Linked DNA regions of Mus musculus: regions 1 and 2 are each linked to region 3. A link is a contact called in public promoter capture Hi-C data. All regions are on one chromosome and are shown on one strand. Each heading gives the region's core, a stretch centred on a gene start, on an enhancer-like site or on the middle of the called end of the contact. The rest is flanking DNA. Distances are from core to core; before and after follow the strand shown. Region 1 overlaps Gm46781 (a long non-coding RNA gene). Region 2 holds the start of Prelid3b (PRELI domain containing 3B). Region 3 holds the start of Rtf2 (replication termination factor 2).

What was found. Promoter capture Hi-C pulls out the DNA fragments that hold promoters and counts their contacts.
Region 1: a promoter capture Hi-C map of pre-B cells shows a contact between it and region 3, with 5 times the contacts expected there. The contact joins the enhancer-like site here to the promoter of Rtf2 in region 3. A contact is called at or near these places in 4 of 39 promoter capture datasets (the C10 cell line, hippocampal neurons, liver and 1 more) and 1 of 484 Hi-C or Micro-C datasets (CD4 T cells).
Region 2: a promoter capture Hi-C map of liver shows a contact between it and region 3, with 4 times the contacts expected there. The contact joins the promoter of Prelid3b here to the promoter of Rtf2 in region 3. A contact is called at or near these places in 5 of 39 promoter capture datasets (the 3T3-L1 cell line, 3T3-L1-derived adipocytes, erythroid cells and 2 more), 1 of 484 Hi-C or Micro-C datasets (regulatory T cells), 2 of 115 datasets of contacts at active chromatin or transcription factors (astrocytes and thymic regulatory T cells) and 2 of 9 other capture datasets (adipose tissue and liver).

What each region holds. Positions count from the first base shown.
Region 1 is chr2:174,601,075-174,603,774 of GRCm38.p6, reverse strand. It overlaps Gm46781 (a long non-coding RNA gene), which reads left to right. Exons shown (of 2, transcript XR_003953979.1): 2 at 502-963. It also overlaps a transcript of Zfp831 not described here. Among named protein-coding and RNA genes, the nearest start is that of Gm46781, 4.6 kb to the left of the region's middle. Within about 2 kb of position 1,299, at least 105 of the 459 cell types and tissues checked have an H3K27ac peak or open chromatin away from gene starts, as enhancers often do. A contact at or near this core is called in pre-B cells, where this site is marked.
Region 2 is chr2:174,471,641-174,474,340 of GRCm38.p6, reverse strand. It overlaps Prelid3b (PRELI domain containing 3B), which reads left to right and starts at 1,400. Exons shown (of 6, transcript NM_025531.2): 1 at 1,400-1,509. The coding sequence starts at 1,478. Gm38546 (a long non-coding RNA gene) reads right to left here and starts at 1,330. Exons shown (of 2, transcript XR_867090.2): 1 at 752-1,330; 2 at 232-527.
Region 3 is chr2:172,439,227-172,441,926 of GRCm38.p6, reverse strand. Rtf2 (replication termination factor 2) reads right to left here and starts at 1,349. Exons shown (of 9, transcript NM_025542.2): 1 at 1,188-1,349. The coding sequence starts at 1,256.

The DNA.
Region 1 (2,700 bases), core at 50-2,549, 2.2 Mb before region 3:
GGGCCAGGTATAGCATCAATGCTAATTGTAGTATTGTTGAGAAAAGGATTATCCTCCAAGGACTCTCTCTGGTCCTAGGGCATCTCAGTAGACACAGTCCCAAGGGGATGCTTCCTTCTCTCCATAGAGCAACACCAAAGCTTTGGAGGAGGTTATCTGAGGAGACAGGAGCCCTGTGGCTTGCTGGGAATACACAGATCAAGGTGGCAGGTCACGCACACATCACCACGCCCCATAGCCTCATGTATCCACCTCCACACCAGCCCCCTCACATCCACATCCGAGAAGAGAGAACACGAGAACTCGGGTGTGCACTCACCCCAGCCCACGTGCGCTGGGAACACAAGGGGCTATCAACCTGTTACCCTTGCCCCTGTTAGAAGCCCATGGGCAATGGGGGACTGCTCATGGATCTCCCACCTAGGTGAGCCTGCCAGGAGGGCCAAGTGTATTTGCATATAATTTGCATGTGTTGACACAACCCTTCCCATCTCTGCACAGAGCTTTCCCAAGCTAACCTGTTATTACTGCCTCTCTGAAGTTGGCGCCGCCGCTCGCCCACCCACTGCCAGTGAGTACTACGCATGGAGACGGTCTAGGAGCTGGCAGATCAGATCAGATCACTTCAGCAACTCGCACAGCCTCACAGCCTCAGTTTCTCCTCTGGACAATGCATACCAAGACAGCTCTGTACAAAAACTCCCGATGTAAAATGTCCAGAGTGAAGTATTGCTTGCATGGAGGGAGCTCTTGATTTGCAGCACAGGGCTCAGAACGGCCTCTGGGTGAAGAAGTCGGTTCCCTAGGCCTCAGTGACTAGTTGTCACAAACTCAAAACTACAGGACTCTTAGTTAAATTGATATTTCCTGGGAACAGTTGAGTAGTGTTTTAGGAAGAACTGCTTCTATACGACCTTCTTGTATCAAGACAATAGTCACTGTTTAATTGAAATTTAAAATTTAGCCGGGTGTCCTAGATTTTTATCTAAACGCCTTACCTGGGGCCGAGGCCAGGGGGCTCCTGTCATTACTAATATCCTGTTTTCTTACTGTTCTTACAAAGCTCTGGGGGACATGGTCTCTGTTTCCCAAATGTCCTGCTTCCTACTCTCGGATAGGAAGCAGGGGGGGCAGGAGGCTTCATGTGAGGTGAATTGAGAATTGTTGAGGGGGAGGGGAGGGAACACATGCTTCCTAATCTAGGTACAAAGCTAGTCTGTGCTCCCCTCTACTCTCTGTGAAGAGACTGGGCGGTTATCACTGTGAACGTGAGGCCCATGCTTCCTGTGGTGAAGAGCGCGAGTGTTTTCATCAACAGAACTGGTTTCTAGGGCCTCCTCACAGGATGTGAGGCCTGTGGCAGGTCACAGAGGAAGAGGCAAGCTGTGGCAGGGGCTACAGCTTGGGGCGGGAGGGCTGGTGGTGGAAGGGGGCTGCATGTGGGCCAGGCTGTGTCAGTCCAGGGGCTGGAGCAGGAATCCAGCCCCATGGTTATCTACAGAGAGCTCTCCGTCAGGCTGCATTCTGCTTTCCTTGATTCATATTCGGTATGATGCTAGACTTACTCCATTACAGTCTTTAAGTCTTTATCTAAGCTAGGCACCATGCAGGATGGGGCAGAGCTCAGCATCTGAGGTTAAGCCCCAGTTCTACTGGCTCCTCAGAGCCATGACTGAAGGAGCCAGGGATGGAAGTGTGGCTCAGTTGGTAGAGCGCTTGTCTAGCATGCATCAGGCCCTGGGTTTGTGATCTGCAGAGTGCATAGCACACCTGTCATCCCACCATCAGAAGGTGGCAGCAGGAAGATCAGACTGTCTAGGTCATTCTCAACTATGTAGCACGTTCCGGACCATCCTAGGCTACCTGAGAACCAGGAAAGACTAGAGAACGCCCGTCAAGCTTGCCTATGAGCCATGTGTGGTAACTAGGGAGAGCTCTGCATCTAAGGGCTTTGCCAGGACAAGCTTTTCACCCTGGGGAACAGGGACACTATTAGAAAACATGTGGCTCACCCAAGAGTGACAGTTTCCTTCGAGATTTGTGAAGAAGAGGAATTGTACGGTAAGACCAGAGGATAGATCATGGAGTGTATTGAGAGATAAAAATCCAAAACTTAAAACACAAGACTCCACATTCTTCCCATAAAGTAGCACTGGGCAGGCCCCACCCTTCGGGCAAGTTGCAAAGATGACGTAACACAAGGCATCACTTTTCCCTGCCCCCACCACCTTCATGAGACAGATCTTCCTTCTGGGAACATATGTTTCCACCATGTCTGCTTCCATGTGAATGGTTAAACCCTAAGCATCCACAGCAGCTGGGGCACTGAAGTAACCCCTTGGGCTCTCACAGGTTGCTAATGGCATGCTATGGTCAGACCTCCAACAGAGGCCAGGCACCTCGAAAAACCATTTTCCTCTTGGCTTCACCAAGATGTAACTGTGTACCTGTGGTTCAAGTATGGCTAGCCTAGAAGGGACCAGAGGATTTCATAACTAATGGAGACCTGTCCTTCGCATCTGTCCCTCATGAACAGTGTGCCCCGCCTATAGCATCCATCTAGCCCCCTTCTCCTAGGTCGAAGGTGCTTCAGAGGAGGACTGAAAGAAAGTGGCCAGGGAACTTGAGGTGTGTAGGGGCTAAAACACACTCAGGCCTATGAATCTACAGTGATATAGCTCACGGTCCTTGATGCAATCA
Region 2 (2,700 bases), core at 151-2,650, 2.0 Mb before region 3:
CTAACTTCACATCTTAACAAAGGCTGGGGCCCTCTCAGCAGCCCTTAAAACATTATCTCCCCAAGAAATCACTCAAAGTACTGAATATATATATATATAATCCCCCAGGTAAAACAAATTACACTTAGCAGCTACCAACCATATTATTTCCTTCCTGTCTAATATAATTTTTCTATCTTTTAAAATATAAACTGCTTTGGCTATTTTAAAAAAAAAAATGATCCACCCTCCTAAATTAACCTGGCTTTATTTGTTTTTAACAATTGAACAAACTAGGGACAAAGGGTAATTCTAAGTAGCTCTTTAAGTACCGAGATGCAAAGATTTTCCTCCAACTGTCATTTCAAAAGGCAAATTGTTCTGTCGGGAGGCACAGGATGCGGGGAACAGGGTGCGCAGAGGTGGGAAGCTACACCTGAAACCCAAGCCAAGCAGTTCGTCCATCTTACCCGGCACATCTCTGAATAGAACCACATGCCATCCGCTCCTGCCCCCTCACTTCTTAGTCATTCTCTCACGAATGTCATCTGTAATTATTAGGTACAGGGAGGAAATCACTGAACAAGCCTAGCAAGAGCCTCACCCTCACGTGCCTACAGACTAGAAGTCAAGCAGATAAACTAAATGGCCTAATTAATTCATTCCTCAAATAACTATTTCATTTTCAATAACCTTTAAACCCCTGCTATCCAGAGGTGCTGAGTGCCATGATGGAGACAGGCCAGGGCTGGCTTTCTGGGGGATGACTTACAATGGGAGCTAACAGATAAACAAGATGACTCCAGAGTGGTAATTGCTGAGGAATATGTAACAGGAAGTTGTGGAGGCACAGGAGGGCGTGGGCATCACTGAGAAATGGTGATGGAGATGACCTATGACCGTAGAGCAATTGGTCCAGCCCTGTCTGGGTGGCCTGTTCCACCAAGGGTAACCAACCCTGGGCTGGCAAGGGCACGGGTGCTGATTGAAACCACCCCTGTCCCGCCACCCCACTGCTTAGATTGAAGAGGTGGGACTAACTCTCTAAGACCACACCACAAAACCGTACTCTGGCAAACGCCGCCAGGCTCAGCCACATCCAATGAGAACTTTAGACACATATCAGCAACCCGCCAAACCAGCCAAAAAGTCCCGCCGCCAAGGCCCGCGCATGCGTAGTGCGGCGCCGGCCGGCCGCCTCACTTTTCGGCTCTGCGCCGGCGCACTGAGCCTTCACGAAGGAGGGACTTGATTGCGCCGAGCATGGGGGGCGGGGCTTGGTTGCTCTGAGCCAAGAAGACTGGGCAGGACTGCGCCGCGGGGCGGAGCCAAACCCGGCTTGGCTAGGCCGCGGGATGGCACTTCCGGGCGTCCTAGCGCCTGGCTCGACGGCGCCTGCGCGCTGCGAGGCCGGCCGGCCGGGACGGGGCGGGGCCGGCGAACTTCTGTGCCTCACTGTCCCCGGACACTGAGGGACACCGGGCAGGCAGCTGGCACCATGAAGATCTGGACTTCGGAGCACGTCTTTGAGTGAGTGTGGGTGCGGCGCCCGCCTCCGGCGCCCTCGGGGAACTTCCTGGCGTCGGGTGTAGCGAGACAAGCGGAGCTCGGGACTCGGGGGGATCGCCAAGGTCACGACCCCGACCCGAGCTAGGGCTCCCTGTCCCCAGGCCTGGGAATTCCTCCCACACCGTCGCCACTGACGGAAGACAAGAGCGGGCCGTCGAGCCTGATCCGGAAGTGACTCCAGGGGTCACAGAGCACGAGGCCCGAGGGCTTCACAGGGTTTTGGGGTGTCCTGAGCGCCGACGTATCCAGGGTATCCTGGAGTTTCCTGACTGATACCTGACAGACTCACCGGGACCTGACTGAACCCCGACGGCTTGTGGTGGCTGGAGTGCCCTGACTGATACCTGACAGACTCACGGTGTCGTGGCTGAACCCCAGTGATGGCATGATGGCCTGAGTGACCTGGGTTGTTCTGACTGAAATCCCCCATGTTATAGCGCCCCTCACCCCCACGGACATCTAGAAAGCTGGCCACCCACGTGGAGTGTCTTCCTGTTGGTCTCAGCTCATGCTACCATGATGCCAAACATTGATGACAGTCAATCTGGAGAGCAGATCTCTTGATTTCTTGATCAAGATCTCTTGATCTAGAGACCAGGGCCTGCTCTTGCAGATAATTTGTCACCTCTGTTTCCTATTCCTCTCAGCCATGACAGCTGACTGATAGCCAGTGTCTGCTATCACATCCAGTCACAGCTTTATGGTTCTCTGAACTTATAGTGGGAAACAGGATCAGAGTCAGTGGGGTGTTGGGAATTATACCACCCAGGTTCATGGTGCCACACACAAGAACAACAGAGCTTTCTACCTAAATAACTGGTTTACGCCTTGTTCCAGCCCTCCTTTCTGACTGATTTATTGTGCTCTATTCTACAATGTCATCTTGTCATAGTTATTGTTGACTTACATCCGAAACCACTTCCAGATGATCTGAGCTCCTTCACTCACTTGGCCAATGTTGCCACACTGTTTTAATAGTATAGCTTTATGGTGCCTTTTAATCTACAAATGCCAATCCTGATTACTGAGGGTAATTGTAAAAGAAGTTTTACATAGTAGATCATATCTGAGTACCTGCTGTGTCCCAGAAAGGACAAACTACTAGAACTAGAAGGGACTCTCAACGTTTGTACCACTTCTGGGACTGAGGGG
Region 3 (2,700 bases), core at 100-2,599:
GAGTGAAAGAGCTAAAGAGGGGCAGAAGAGAGGGCAAAAAGACAAGCAGAGGTTTGTTCACACAGGACCCAATGGAGTTTATTAGGGATGTGTCAGGAAGTTATGCAGTGTCTTAAGTACAACACTGGATGGGATTCACCTCCCATCCCAAAGTTCTCTGAATGTTGGATCAGGAAACATGATCCTCCCCGTGCTGGGAACTGTATCGGGGGCATTCTCTCCCCGTGCTGGGAACTGTATCGGGGGCATTCTGTGCCTTCTATTATTAAACAGTCATCATCAACACTAGCTTTGAAATGCACATAAATGGATGGGGACAGTGGTTCATGACTCTAGGCCACGTCAGTGGTGTTAACTAACTTTGCGGCATTCAATTTCCCATCCATTAAGTACACACTTTGCTCAATGTCTTGTAAGATTTACAGAATGCCCACGCATTTATTCAAAAATATTCACTGTGGCAGAAACTGTGCTAGTTCTGGAAGAAAAACAGTGCACAGAGTTCACCAGGAGGAGCTTGCAGTCACGTGACCATCAGCTGGGCTCAACCACCAATTCAGAGTGCTAAGAGCTGATAATTAGTTTAAGAAGGGTGTGACTTCACAAAGGGGAATGGTTTGGGGAGACTTTAATACACAAAGCTCAGGCTGGAGAGATGGCTCCGTGGTTAAGCCTGTGTACTGCTCTTCCAAAGGATCCGCGTTTGGTTCTAACAGCCAAGATTAATGGCTCACAAAAACCTGTAGCTCTAGCTCCCGGGCGTCCGATGCTTTCTTCTGGCCTCCTTGGATACCACACTCACACACAAAACATTTTTAAAAAAAGTATTATTCAAATACCAAGGCCTGTTGGCCAACACCTTTAATCCCAGTGCTCAGCAGGCAGAGGTGGGAGTCCCAGCCAGCCAGGGCCACACTGTGAGAGCCTTTCACAAAAACACACAAAGTCCATAAATAGCATCTATCACCGTGATCGTCGCTAGCTACAGATACGTTCCAGTCCTGGCTGGGCCACTAACTAGCTCTCCAGTCTCCGTCCCGTTCAACGTTAATGTTTCAAATCAACACAGCGTCTGTGGGGAGGATCCCAGTCTAACCGTACTGTTCAGTGCCTGCAAACAGTAAACCCTCCACAAGCGCTGTGACCACCGTTCATCCCGAGCCCCGCAGCCCGCAGTCCCCACTGACCTTCTCGACCTTCTTCGGCCCCTTCACCAGCTCGTGCCTCTTGGGGATGGTGCCTCCGTCGCAACCCATCCCAAAGCCGAAATCAGAAACCGTAGCAAAAACCAGAAGCCTTAGCAAAGACGAGAAGCCGTCGCTTCCGGGGTCTCTGGCGAAACCCTACCTACTTCCGGCGCTCCTTGATGACGCACACAACCAGCGCGCCGCGAAAGGGGCGGGGTCGCCGCGCGAGGCCTTGGTCCACACCAATTGTCTTGAAAATCTTGTCCGGGAGTTGGGCGTGGTTTCAGGGCGACGTGCTGGAGCATCCTTGGAGTGCGTCCACTTCCGGTCGTGGGCGGTCCCTGTTTTTTCCTCTGTGGTTCCGTAAGCTTGGGCCTGAGGGAGGACGGGAGAACATTTGTCGGGGTTGTCCCGAGGTCTGCGTCTCTGGCATTTTTGCAGACCAGTAGTGCTGTAAGTCTAAGGAGGAGATGGCCGGAATCTGTCTTCTCAGCTACCTCTCATGTATTTTAAATCCAGACTTAGAAAAGAAAAGACGTTGTGGGTGCTAGAGGGATGGCTCAGTGGTTAAGATCACTGACTGCTCTTCAGAAGTTCTGAGTTCCATTCCCAGCAACCACATGGTGGCTCACAACCATCTATAATGATATCTGATGCCCTCTTCTGGTGTGTTTGAAGACAGCTACAGTGTACTCAAATACATAAAATTAAAAAAAAAAAAAAAAAAAAGACGTGGTGGGTGGGCCTGCTTGTGCGCTACCTAACTGCAGATGCCTGTCGAGGCCTGAAGAGGGTGTTCTATCTTCCTGGGACTGGAGTTGATATGGTTGTGAGCTGCTGGGGTTCTGGGAATCCATCCTGTGCTTACTCAAAGAACAGCAAGCATTCTTAGCCACTGAGCGCCTCTCCACCCTGTATCCAGATGTATTTTGGGCAGAAGCTAGGGCTACAGTGTCTCCAACAAGCTTAGAGTAGCCACTCATCCCATTGTACCAGCTACAGAGATTAGTGCAGACAGAGAAAGGGGAGGGTGATCATATTGGGAAGAGAACAAATAAGGGGTTCAGTGACCCCCTAGTCTGCCTTTGGGGTACTAACATGAGCTGTAGGCCCAGAGGAACAACAGGGGCAAATGGTATGCATAAGTGAGCAGTCCTGGGATAAGTATGGCCTCCTTCATTTCTGTGTCTACACCAGTCCTGCAAGGTGGCCATTCTGAAGCCCACACTGCTTAAAGTGACCAGATAGTCTCAGATGACCATCTTTTCTGCCTTTTCACCCTCACTTAGGGGAGTGCTGTGTCCTCTGGGACTCCAATGCTCCTGGGATCCTAGGTGGTTGCAGGCCTAAGAAGTGACTTACTGTGCCTTCAGCTTTATGACACTAAACACCCTCAACTTGTCGATGGCTCTTTCAAGGGAGAGAGTCACACGTAGGTGTCTTAACAGTAGTTCTGCATCTGATTTTGTGGCTTCTGAAATTTCATAGCTCAAAGGATGCAACTTGCCACAAA